2 separate regions of the Sus scrofa genome follow, and region 2 is linked to region 1. The links are chromatin contacts, called in public Hi-C maps. All regions are on one chromosome and are shown on one strand. The core of a region is the stretch at or near the end of the contact, and the rest is flanking DNA. Distances in the headings are between cores, read along the strand shown. Region 1 holds the start of RASSF8 (ras association domain-containing protein 8). Region 2 overlaps LMNTD1 (lamin tail domain-containing protein 1).

Region 1 (6,711 bases), core at 3,933-6,432:
CTCCAGTAGAGAGTGGCTGCTTGTGATGCAAGTGTCCTGGGGCACAGAAGCCTTCCCAAAGGCAAATGATATGGTGTGCCCCTCTCCCAGTATTCCATACAAGGAAAATCTGGTCTAAATATGCACGGTAAGGTAAAAGGTCTAGCTAGGGAGGACATTTCCACTTGTCACGCCTTCCGGACTAGAAAATAAAGGGTGGGGGAGAGGGAATGAGGGAACAACAGGAATGATTTCCTTGAGTGAAACAAAGGTGCAAAAAGCTTAAGAACCCTTTCCAGGTGAATTATTCACTTCTCCTTTGTGAGAGCACCTAGCCTAGAGCTTGGCATATAACAGAAGGTTAAAAATGTTTTAATCCTCCCTGCTCTGTGCTCCCAACCCAAGGGCATCAAGCTTCTGGCTGGCAAAAACTCAGGGTCCAAACCACAAAGAGGTATAATATTTTGGGGAAACCTAGAGGTTGAATGCAAAGAAATAAATCCTATAGTCAACTACAATCAACTCTCAAGTTCCCTGTATAATGAATGACCAACGAGATACAAAACTAGAAAAAAAAAAAAAATCTGGACTTACTATACTCTAAGGGTGTGAGGGAAAGTTCTAAGAGGAAACTAAAGTCCTAAATAACAAGTCAAAAGAAAATATGGGTGATTATGTAAGAAGTAAAGGCCAGAAACATTAAAAAAGACAAAATTACTTCAGCGTTACAGTGCATCAAACTAATATTTTATAAAGAGCAACCACATGACAAGAATACTCAAAGTGTTAAGCCTTCCATGGCAGTGGAAAGTCATGAGGATTTTGGGGGGGCTAAAAGAAGCAATGCTTTAGTGAAAGAGGGGAAAAAACTTTCAGACCTCTAGGTGGCTCCTATTTTTTTAGCAACTAACTCGCTACCTTAACTAAATGGCCAAGTGATAACTTGTTATTTATGCAGGTCACATAACAGCTGGTCAGCACTACACATCCTTAGGACTGTAACTCCTTTTTCTACTACAGTTTGCCCTCTGTCCTTTGGATTCTAGCACTGTGCAATCGACATGTTAATCTGAGGAACATGTTAGCATGTGACATGCAAAATGATATGACACGGTAAAATTTTTTTTCAGTAATCCTGTGATGAAAAAAAACATAATTCCTTTAATGATGTACTTAGAAAAAGGATTATCTACAACAGAAAAATCACAAGGGTAATGCTAATTAAAAGGTGTCTCAATTTATTCCTATGAATTTCCCACAAAGCCCCAATGTATTCATTTGCCCTGATAGCTGCAAAGGTTATTCTATGTTATACTTAAAACCAAAAGAAAGAACACAGGACAGCCAGGCTGGCCTTTGTGTTGGGAGAAGGAGATTTAACAGTGATAAAGAAGGCAATGTACAAATGCAGAACTCATATTACTACCTTATTCATTACAATAACAACTATTTATTGAGCATTTACTATATATCCCAGGCACTGGGTATATAGACTGGTGAATAAACCAGGCATGATTTATGCCTTCCAAGGGCAAGAGAAAAACATTATACAGGTAATACATAATTACAAATTGTGGTAAATGTTAAGAAGGAAAAGATAACTGCTATGAGGGAGGCAGCAAAGGGGTTCTAAGTTGCATGATGATAAGAGTGGCCTTCTCAGAGAAGACCATCAGAGGAGACTGAACTAGCACCCAAGGACGAGAACTTGTTCAAGAGGTAGTCCTGAACCAGAGCAGCAGCTGGAGCCCTTGAGGTGAGTCTGCTAGAGGGCTGGATGATGTGGCGGACAAGAGATGAAGATGGAGGACAGGGCCAAATCACACAGGGCTGTGCAGGCATGTTGAAGATTTTATATTTTTTTTCCCAAGAATAAGAGCTCTGAAGACTTTAAACAGCAAGTGACTTTTTTCTCTTTCTGGCTGCTGGTGGGAAGAGGGGCTGGAAGGTGGCACTGTGTGTGGAGAAGGTCTCTGCAGGGGCAAGGGGATGGTGGCTGGAACTAGGATGGGAACACAGTGCAGACTGAAAATCAGGTTTGAAAGAGAATTTTGCCAGAGAAGTAGACAGGACTTTGTGATAAACTAGTTGGGTGGGGATGTCAGAACAAGAAAGATAGTGGAAGATATTCCAGCCTTCTGGCCTGAGCCACTCAGACATATGAGATGAAAAACAGAGGAAGAACAGTTAGAAAGGTTGAGTAATCAGAGCTCAGTTCTGGAGAAGTAGGAGATGGTGCCATTTACTGGCTAATATGTGCCAGACACTATGTTAGGTGTTCTCCTTGTCACAGCATCGCTTTTTAGTAACAATATCCTCATTTTACAAAAAGCAACCATAGATCACAGAGGCTGAAGTAACATGGCCAAGCTCTCTCAGCTGGGAGTGAGACAAAGTCACACTTGCCACCTGAGTCTGGCTGGTTGGCTGTGGAGGATAAGCATTCTTTCCACTAAACAGAGTTCTTGGAAACTATTTCTACACTTTGGATTTTGAAATCTATTTAGGACTGGAGCAAGATATCATCCAAGGAGAGTAAACAGGTGATACATTATTTTTTAAATCCAAATCCTCAGAGTTATGATGCATAATGTTTTCCTATCCCACACCCATTCCCACTCCACTTCTACCTGCAAAGAGTTTTGCAATGTTGTGAACACTAGCCAGATACCTAGGACTTAGTGTTTTATAATAAATGAGCAAAGCCATGCCAGGAATCAAGCATAATGAAAAGAGCAACAATATCAACACCAAAGTATATTTTTCCTCTCAAGCCATTACATACATCAACATAAGACAGGATCAATTAGTAAGAAACTCTGAAAAACTCATCATTTCTCAAAATAACCAAGGCATTCAAATTAAAAATTAATGCAAGCCACCCAGTATAGAAGATACAAAAGCTAAGCATTGAGATTCACATTAACAAAAATGGACTAGGAGTTTGGGGTTAGTAGGTGGTTCAAACTATTACATTTGGAATGGACGGGCAATGAGGTCCTACTGTATAGCACAGGGAACTATGTCCGATGTCTTGGAACAGAACATGATGGGGGATGATATGAGAAAAAGAATATATATATACACACACACACACACACACACGTATATGTATGACTGGGTCGCTTTGCTACATAGCAGAAATTGAGACAACACTGTAAATCAACTATAATTTTTTTAAAAAGTAAAAAAAAAATGACACTTTAAAAATATTAGGCAAAAAGAAATCATACCACAACCTAATAGAATTTATTTTTTATGATTTTTTCCATTATAGTTGATTCTAATAGAATTTAAAATCTGCAATTGCCAAATATCTCGACCAAATGCCAAATTTAGGAAACATGCACCTTAAAAACAACTTAAACATTCCTCTTTTTACTGCTTTCCCTTGCAGCATGCTGACAGTTCAGCAAACTGAAATGCCTTTCCTCTCTGCAGAGTCCCATGATTTCCTCCCTCTCTGAGCTCTTTGATGCCCTCCTCAGCTATTGAAGCCTCGGAATCAGGCTTTATCAATGACCCTAGAAAGAATTCAATGCATTACTACCAAACGTGTCTATTATTGAGAGTATCAGCTAGAGACTCTTAAAAGGAGAGAAAATGAGGAAGGGGAGATTTTTGAAAGGATTTACCATCTACATTACAAATTATATTTATGTTGGGTCTTGATCCTTCAAAAGAACAATCATCAAGTTATGCTCAGTCTTCTTTAAGTGGGGTGTGGTCACATGTAATGTTTATAGTTTGGGGAGAGTTCCCCATGAGGATAAATAGAATTAAAAGTACAATTAATATGCCAGCTAAAAGATAAAACCTCACACAAGCCACCTTTCAAAATGACAGTGCTCAGTCCTGCCTCCTGGTTCCTGCCTCCACTCAGCACCTCTCCCTGCAGAGGGCTAGGTGGCATTCACTACCGCCTCACCCAGGCAAAGAAGAGGATGCTGATAATACATTAAGTCTTCCCATTTTTTCTGTTCTTTCGCACGAAAACCAACTCCTGGCAACCCAACGATGAAAGACTTAAGAGAAAAGAAAAAATTTTTAAAAAGACTACCTGGGGCCTCCTACCAGAATGGGTAGTTAATTCAACCGACAGAAAAATCGGAGATCGATACATATTTAAAGGTGCTTCCTGCGAACAAAACATATCTAATGAAGAACTGCTGAACCACATTATACTAGAAAATCCCTAAAATGTTGGTCCTCGCTGGCACCAGGCTGGAGGAATTTTTTCAACGCAATGCTTTGATGTACTGACAGGCTAACATCCCGGGTTGAAAACCAGCTATGAAACGTGCCCTGCATCTATTTCCCGTCTAAATGCCTAAAGATCTGACCCGCAATTATACCCAAAGCTTGCCCTGCACTGGATGCCATCTGATGCTGAGAAAGTAGTGGTTTAGCAACACCAGGCGGCTCTATTATGTTAAAATAACAACGCAACACTCGATTACGAACCCAGGTACTCGGCGCGTAAGCCCTGTGCCACACGAGGACCCACATTCAAAGCTCAGGGCCCTTCAGGTTCAATCTTTTTCAGCTTTCTGGGCCGTATCCTCTCTAAGTTTCCAGTTTGCAAGACGGAATTACTTTGAAAGTCTTCTGCACTCCCCTCCCCAGACGGGTTGGCGGCACGGGGGAATAGGGACGGAGGATGGTTAATCGTTCAAACATTTTAAAAACCGGTAAACCAATCATTTTTTTCAAAGGAGAAAATAAGCTTTCACCAAACCGCCGCTCGGCAAGCAAGCATCCGATTTCCATTTGGAGAGAAAAATATTAAAGAAGCCAGACGTACATTTCCCTTCCCAACAAAAGTGGCCTCTAAACTCCCCGGCCAAGGGCAATGGGAGGAAACAGACTGGGAACAAGCTCGTAGTCTCAGTCAGGCGCGCGTGTGCGGCGGGGAGAACGCGCAAAGGGGAGACAGCGGGGAAAAGGTGAACCGGAGGAAGCGGGAGCCCGCGGCGAGGGCAGATGGGGCGAAGAAACCAGAGGTGCGGAGAGAGGGGCGGGGAAGGGGGGAGCCCGGAGGCTCCAGGGGAAGGAGGGAGGGGTCCCGAAAGCTGCCCGGAGATCGCGGCCGCCGAGTAAAGTTAATACTTACTCAGTTTCGCAACTGCGCCGCCCCCGCAGGCCGCCTCGCGGGGCCCGCCGGAGCGCTGGGGACGCGGCGGCGCCCGGAGCCCGGCGGCCGCCCAGCGCCCGTCCCCGGCGGCGCAGCCCCGCGAGCCTCGCTCCCCTGCGCTACGCGGGCCGCGCGCCCCGCACCGGCGGGAGGCCCCGGCTCCCTGGTGCTCCCTGTCCGCTCACCTCCCGCCTGGCGCTAGGTGAGCGCGGACGCCTCGGGCGGGGGTACAGGGGTGGGCGAGCGCGCAGGCAGCCGCGGCGCAGCCGGCGGGAGCAGCCCCCAGAGCCGAGCCAGTGCGGGGGGCGAGCGGGCAGGCGAGGCTCGACGAGGAGCGGGACTCCGGGCGCTGTACGGGGCGGCAGGCGAGCGCAGGCGGCGGACTCGGCGGCTGGCTCGCTCCCGCGGCCGGTGCCTCTGGGCAAGGGGGCCGGGCCGGGGGCCGGGCCGGGCCGAGCGGCCAGGCGGCTCCGCCCCTTTGTCGGGCCGCGGGCTGAGCGCGCGAGAGCGGCGGCGCGGGGGCGCCCCCCTCGGCCGGGTGCTCGGGTTACAGCCGCCGCTCCCCGACTCCCCCGCCCTCTCCTCGCCGGTTCGCCGGCGCCGGGAGAGACCTTGTAACGGAACTGGGACGCCAGCGCTGCATTGTGGGAGCTTTTAAAGCGGCGGTGAGCGCTGCGAGGCCGCTCGGGCCCACGGTCCCCCGCTCCGCCGGGTCGGCGGAGGCCAGTGGACCTGAAAGCTAGAAACGGTGAGATGACCGGTACTTCACTGACGCTCACGGAGTAAAATCTTCCATAGCCCCGGGGTGAGACTTGCAAAACTGCCTTTCACTGTCACCCCAGCAAGGAGGAGGCTTTTTCCACAGACGCTTAAAAAAAAAAAAAAGAAAAGGCCCTTCCATCCCCTCAGGACTGGGTTTGAATTGCTTTTCATCTGGAGTGGCAATGATTCAGCGACCCCCTTCTCAGCAGCAGGCAATGACAGAGACAGGAGACGAAAAACACAGCGAGTGAATCAGACGTGAGTAACCAAGTTTAGAAAGAGCTGGGCTCAGATTCAGAAAACCGCTCCCCCCCCCCACCTCGCCCCCCGCGCAAATATAGCAAATAGTCAAGGAAAGCTGTGCTTTCTTATGGAAACGCAGATGTGTGTGTTGTTCTTGTTATTCACCTTTTTTTATGACATGCAGTACTCTAGTCACTGGACAACATCCAGTCTTTGGTCCAGACTTTTGCTCACACATGCCCACAACGCAAGAACAGCAATCAGTTTGGAGGAAGAGGGGCTGAGGAGATTCAAAGAAGCATTCCAGTTATAAGATGTCCCTTTTGATTCTCCAGACACTCGTTTTTGGGTTTCTGGTGTTGGGTGTTTTTGCTTTTTTTTTTTTTTTTTTTTTTTTTTTTTTTTTTTTTTTTTTAAATCAAGACAGGGATATTAAATTTGAAGCACAACTTGTTACCGCTTGTCCTATTCAGGGCTTGATTTGTTTGGAGTTTGGATTTGTAGGCCTTTGGTTTCTTCCTCTTGTTTTTTGACCTTAGTTATTGCACAGCTCTTTAGTTCCTCTACCTCAGAGGTGAACTGAGGAGACAGAT
Region 2 (6,597 bases), core at 2,623-5,122, 510 kb after region 1:
CCTGTGCTATGCAGCAGGATCCCATTACCCATCTACTCTAAATACAACAGTTTGCATCTACTAACCTCAGACTCCCAATCCATCCCACTCCCTCCCCCCCTCCCCACTAGCAAACACAAGTCTGCCCTCTATGTCTGTGAACTGTTTCTGTTTTGTAGATAGATCATTTGTGCCGTATTTTAGACTCCACATATAAATGACATCATATGGTGTCTGTCTTTCTCTTTCTTACTTCACTTTGTTGCTGCAAATGGCATTATTTTGTCTTTTTTATGCTGGGTATTCCATTGTGTATATATATACCACATCTTCTTAATTCATTCATCTGTTGATGGACATTTAGGTTGTTTCCATGTCTTGATTATTGTGAATAGCGCTGCAATGAACATATGGGTGCATGTATCTTTTTCAATGAAAGTTTTGCCCAGATATATGTGGAGCAGTGTTTTTCAAAGTACTGTCCCCAGGAGTTCCTGTCGTGGCGCAGTGGTTAACGAATCCGACTAGGAACCATGAGGTTGCAGGTTCGGTCCCTGCCCTTGCTCAGTGGGTTAAGAATCTGGCGTTGCCGTGAGCTGTGGTGTAGGTTGCAGACGCGGCTCGGATCCTGCGTTGCTGTGGCTCTGGCGTAGGCCAGTGGCTACAGCTCCGATTCGACCCCTAGCCTGGGAGCCTCCATATGCCGCAGGAGCGGCCCAAAGAAATAGCAAAAAGACAAAAAAAAAAAAAAAAAAAAAGGTACTGTCCCCAGACCAGAAACATCAGCATCACCTAGAAACTTGTTAGAAATGCAAAGACTTGATTCCTGTTCCAGACTTACTAAATCAGAAATTCTGGGAGTTGAACCCAGATATCTATGTTTTGAATAAGTGTCCAGATGATTCTAATGCAAACTAAAGCATAAGTACCTCCATTCTATTCTTGGAAAGGTAACAGAGAGGAAAAACTTCTCAGTGGTAGACCTATGCACAGTACAACAGGTCATTGGTTTTGGGCAGAGAAGAAATGGTCCAAGGTGAAGAGATGTATAAATTCCTAGGCAGAAGTTCCCATCGTGGCACAGTGGTTAACGAATCCGACTAGGAACCATGAGGTTGCGGGTTCCGTCCCTGTCCTTGCTCAGTGGGTTAGCGATCCGGCGTTGCCGTGAGCTGTGGTGTAGGTTGCAGACTCAGCTTGGATCCCGCATTGCTATGGCTCTGGCATAGGCCAGTGGCTACAGCTCCGATTCGACCTCTAGCCTGGGCACCTCCATGTGCCGCGGGTGCGGCCCAAAGAAAGAGCAAAAAAAAAAGACAAAAAAAAAAAAACAAAAAACAAAACAAAACAAAAAATTTCTAGGCAGCATCCAATGGCCTGTCTGGTTAGGGAAATGGAAGAAAAAGAACTGGAAGATAAGAGACCAGGAGTCCTGTGCATAGACATATGGGTGATAGCATGAAGTGTGAAGACTTGTGTATTATACATGGATACCGACCAGAAGGTTTCTACCACAGAAAAAGCCCTGAACAACCAAGAAGACAAAATGAATAGCTACTTGACATTAGCCAGTCTTTGTCATTAGTTACCCAGAGCAAACAGAATAGACACACAAACAGAATGGACATGGTGGTAGAAACAGAAGTTATGTGGGAACCCAAGAGCTCCCCACTTACCAAAGCCAGTCTAGCTACTGCAGCATTTGATTATCCAACTTGTCAACAACAGAGACTAACACTGAACCCCAGTTTGGCATTATTCTTCAAGGAAGTCAACCAGCCACTTAGTAACAAGCTGACTACAGAGAGCCCCTCCATCCTGGAAAAGCCTGCCATTGATTCTCACAGGGAAAGACACAAATTCCAGGTGTGGGTTTGCCTTTCCTGCCTGCAGAGTCTCAGCCAGCACTACACTCAGGGGCCTATGGAGCATCTCAACCACAAACCTGAAAACTTACACAGGGCACCAAACCAGGAGACCAATTTCACCATGAAGGTGATGTGAGAGTGAGCCCATGACCATGGGATCCACACATCACTTCACATGTTATACATGTTACAGACAGAGCAAGCTATAGGATTTAGAATGGCCTCTTCTTAGGTAACAAAAGACCTTGTATCATTTTAACTCAATCTATTGATGTATTTTGCCATGGAAATGCAAGAAGGGGAGAACACTGATATACAGAGAGAACAGAATGAAGTAATGACATAGACAACAGCAGACACAGAGACAAGAGTGTATCTTGATAGAAGTCTAGTTTCCAGCTCTCTTGTTGACCACAGCCCATGAGGAATCTCTGTGCCCTGACAATAAGTTACCGCCCTGCCACCTTTTTGCATAAGCATGCCTGATTTGGTTTCTATTACTTGCAAGTAAAGAATCTTGTCTTGGGAATTCCTGTTGTGGTTCAGTGGGTTAAGAATCTGACCAGTATCCATGAGGATGTGGGTTCAATCCCTGGCTTTGCTCAGTGGGTTAAAGGATCCAGCATTGCCATGAGCTGTGGTGTAGGTTGCATACATGGCTTGAATCTGGCAATGCTACAGCTGTGGTGTAGGCCCAAAGCTGCAGCTCTGATTGGACCCCTAGCCTGGGAACTTCCATATGCTACAGGTACTGCCATAAAAAAAGAAGAAGAAGAATTCAATCTAACACAATGAATTCTAGAGGAAAATTTTCACATGAAGAACTTCCAATAAATTATACAATTGTCCCAAATGGAAAAAACTTCTCATCATATTTAGATTTAGACAGACCCTCATCTGTGTGTAGAAGAGACTTCATCTTCTCATTTATTATAAATAGGCCCTGATCCTCTGATAAATATTAGAAAAGGTATGATACAGAAAATGGATTTGTTTCACTGTTTAGCAGATAAAAAATAATAAGTCTTCAAGTATGCAATATATTTCAAAAGAAGGTCTACAAGAATATATAACATTGAAGGAGAAAAAAAGGACAAGATTCTAGATTTAGAATTTCTTAGAAACCTGAAAGAAATTTTATGATTTATCTTTTATTTATTTTTCTTTTTCTTTTTTATGGCCGCACCTGTGGCATATGGAAATTCCCCAGGCTAGGGATCAAATCAGAGCTGCAGCTGCCGGCCTATGCCATAGCCACAGCAACACCAGATCTGAGTGGTATCTGCGACCTATGCCACAGCTTGCAGCAGTGCTAGATCCTTAACCCACTGACTAAGGCCAAGGATCAAACCTGCATCTTCATGTATACTAGTCAGATTCTTAGCCCACTGAGCCACAACAAGAACTCCATGATTTATCTTTTATTAAGTTAATTTATCTTTTATTAAATTAATGCACCAGGAGTTCCCATCTTGTCTCGGTGGAAATGTATCTGACAAGTATCCATGAGGACACAGGTTCGATGCCTGGCCTCCCTCAGTGGATTAAGGATCCGGCGTTGCCCTGAGCTGTGGTGTAGGTCACAGACGTGGATTGGATCTGGCGTTGCTGTGGCTGCAGCATAGGCTGGAAGCTGCAGCTCTAATTAGACCCCTAGCCTGGGAACCTCCACATGCCAGGTGAGCAACCCTAAAAAGACACACAAAAAAACAAACAAACAAAAAAAAGGTTTAAAAAATATATCACTTAATTAATGCAACCATTAAAAGGCTAGAAGTTAAGTATTTGGAATGCAATAATAGAAGAATAATATAGCGAATAAAGTATACTTCGAATGTATATTATTGTTATTTACTGGCTGAAATGAAAAAAATCTTGAAAAAAATAGACAAATTTCTTTGTTTTACTTTCTCTTGATATCACTGCCAACAATGCCCTCTAGTGGTAAAGTATGTAGGTAGTGAAGACTGGAAAAAATGAAACATAGTTAAGCAGGCCTGTTAAACTCATTGCTAAGATTTTCATGAAACTATGAACTTTTACACTTCCAGTTGGTAACTGAATGTTATATTTGGCAAGACACAGCATATACCTTAGAGCACAAGCGTCTCAAAGCCAATTTTCCCCTGTGGCTTTCCTGAACGTATGCCAAACAGCACATGAAAATTGCCATCTGTAATGTCTTGCAGGGGCATTTCTGGGTCACAACTTCCACTACGTACTTTAAAAGAAAGTAAAATCTACTTTTATTGAGGATGAAATCAATCTCCAAAATACTTCTGCTTTTATACCCAATTACCTTCAAGAATTATAGCTTCAGACAACAATAATGACTCCTGTTACCGCTTTCAAGATCTTATCTGAATTCTGAGCTCATCATCTAGGCAAAATCCCCTTGCTTGAGAATTCTTCAAACAACAGCTCTCAACTGCTGGGGTGAGCCAGTCAAAACAACAGTTACAGTTACAAGAATGAAATTTCTCCAACCCAAGCTCAGCAAAGAGCTTCCCAAAGGAACTTCAGCTGAAGGAAGAGAATGAAGACAACGTACACAGCTCACTCCCCTCTAATTCAAACCAGCCAATTGCTGGCTCTAGTCTCTGGCTCAAGAGCTCTTTGTCTGCAAATTGTTCTCCTTTCTCTCTGCTCCTAGTCTCCTTTCCTTAAAATTTCCAACCATCCTATGTTCTCTTTAGTAATTAATTATGTGTGTGATTTTGAGAGACATTTAGACCCTTTTGTGATAACTATGTTTGCATGAGAGTATTTGCTCTGATGCTCTGTATGACTTTTCACTAAGGCATTAGCCTACTATTCCATTCTGCGATTTCATTTATTTAAATAGAAAGAAACACATCCTCAGATAGCTATGCTGTGCATTGACAAGGGCCATTAATATTAATATTAATTCCCTTAGAAAGATTGAGATGACCACATTCTGTGAATGCTAAATATTTCCTGTATCTGCGTTGCTAAAATGGAATCCAAATACTAAAAAATATCTTTGAAGACCTCTTGCCTTCATCACCCTGTAGACAAACCTCATGAGGCAATCTGAACTTCAATACCATTTTCTCCATTGCCATTTCTGATATACTAGATATACCTCAGTTTTGGGGGTCAGAGGAATTGGCTCAAGTGTAAATCTCAATCATTGCCATTGATTTGGCTGTGTTGTTCAGTAAGTCACCTTTGCGAAGTCATCTATGTAGATAAGTTTTGGATGGACTCACAGAATAATTAAATAACAATTTCACCTATGCCTAGCACTAGGACAAATGAAAAAATACTAAAAAATCTTGGAATGGCAGCATATAATTCTGTAGTTCACAATGTATGCTTTATAGAATGATCCCTAATTTACCTGACCATGGAACTCTTTTTTTTTTTTTTCTCAGAGTATTTCAGGAAACCAGGGTATGAAAAAACTCTTCAGGAAATGGTAGTATAGGGTTTCTCTGGAAACTGACCTTCAAACTATACCCCTTGAATTTTTTCAGTTGCACCAGCCACATTTCAAATGGCTACCATATACAGTGCAGAATTGAACATTCCATCATCACAAAATGTTCTATAGAATAGCACTAGTCTAGAGTGTTCCTTATAACCTTGTAACCCTATTCAAACTTCATCTTAAGAAGTATTAAATTGAAGTGTTTAACAGCAAAGGAGAATGAAGTTCCAAATGAGATGGAAATAGCATACCCCATGCTGTCTCTCCCACTGAATGCAACTTGACTCATTGGAGAGGATGGATGGAGCTGTTACCTGAGGCTTTTGGAAGGGAAATAGCAGCAGGCATCTTGGGGAAGACAAATAGATAGCTGATAACCACTAAACTGGGGGTGAGTTTCTCCCACCCTGGATTCAAAGGCAACCTGAAATCCAGAAATGTATGCCAGAGCAGATGGAAGGGCTCCCAAAAAAGTCCTCTTTTTCTTGTCTGAGGAGCAGAAAAATGGCCTATTATGGATCGAAAAAGATTGAGGGAAATCCTCTGGGCTTTTTGTGTGTGTGTATGTGTCTTTTTTTTATTTTCACTTTTGTCTTTTTTGTTAGGGCCACACCCACAGCACGTGGAAGTTCCCAGGCTAGGGGTCAAATCGAGCTCTGCAGCTGAAGCCCATGCCTCAGCCACAGCAATGCCAGATCCAAGCCACATATACGACCTAAACTATAGGTTGCAGTAACGCCAAATCCTTAACCCACTGAGTGAGGCCAGGGATCAAACCCTCATCCTCACGGATACTAGTCGGGTTCTTAACCTGCTGAGCCACAATAAGAACTCCTCTGGGCTTTTCTTTTCCTCTCTTGTCCCAGTTCCTGAGCAATCCTAGAGTGACACAGAGGCAACAATAGCAGAACAAATGTCTAAAACTCAGAGGGAAGGCATCCCTTCTCTCTGACCAGAGGAACCGTTGATCCAAGAGTGTGAGAGGAATCTCCACTGTTCTTTCCTCTCTGATCTCTCAGTACTTGGTCCTGGTAGCAGACATAGTTGTGGGGAGTACATAACAGACCAGGGAAACTGAAGTCCTGGCTTTCTAGTTGGAAGACCAGGAAATGCATACCTGGGAGCAGGAAAGATTTCCTTGGAGGAAATCATAAAGAGATTTTCTGGAAGTGCCATAAAATAATATCTTAAAACTATATATGAATTTCTGGGTTCATCTCTAAATTCTGCGTGCCTGGACCTGACCCTAAACAACATATGGAAGGCATTGGGAACTGATCTACAAGATGGACCATT

The links. Hi-C and Micro-C count contacts between places; a contact is called where the count stands out from the background.
Region 2: a Hi-C map of subcutaneous adipose tissue shows a contact between it and region 1, with 2.8 times the contacts expected there. The contact joins the enhancer-like site here to the promoter of RASSF8 in region 1. A contact is called at or near these places in 1 of 5 promoter capture datasets (fetal liver), 2 of 47 Hi-C or Micro-C datasets (embryonic fibroblasts and subcutaneous adipose tissue) and 1 of 2 datasets of contacts at active chromatin or transcription factors (alveolar macrophages).

What each region holds. Positions count from the first base shown.
Region 1 is chr5:47,842,288-47,848,998 of Sscrofa11.1, forward strand. It overlaps RASSF8 (ras association domain-containing protein 8), which reads right to left and starts at 5,183. Exons shown (of 6, transcript XM_005653134.3): 1 at 5,093-5,183. It overlaps LMNTD1 (lamin tail domain-containing protein 1), which reads left to right and starts at 6,012. Exons shown (of 18, transcript XR_002344073.1): 1 at 6,012-6,133.
Region 2 is chr5:48,351,374-48,357,970 of Sscrofa11.1, forward strand. All of the region lies in intron 12 of LMNTD1 (lamin tail domain-containing protein 1), which reads left to right. Among named protein-coding and RNA genes, the nearest start is that of KRAS, 150 kb to the right of the region's middle. Within about 2 kb of position 3,873, at least 4 of the 83 cell types and tissues checked have an H3K27ac peak or open chromatin away from gene starts, as enhancers often do. A contact at or near this core is called in fetal liver and subcutaneous adipose tissue, where this site is marked.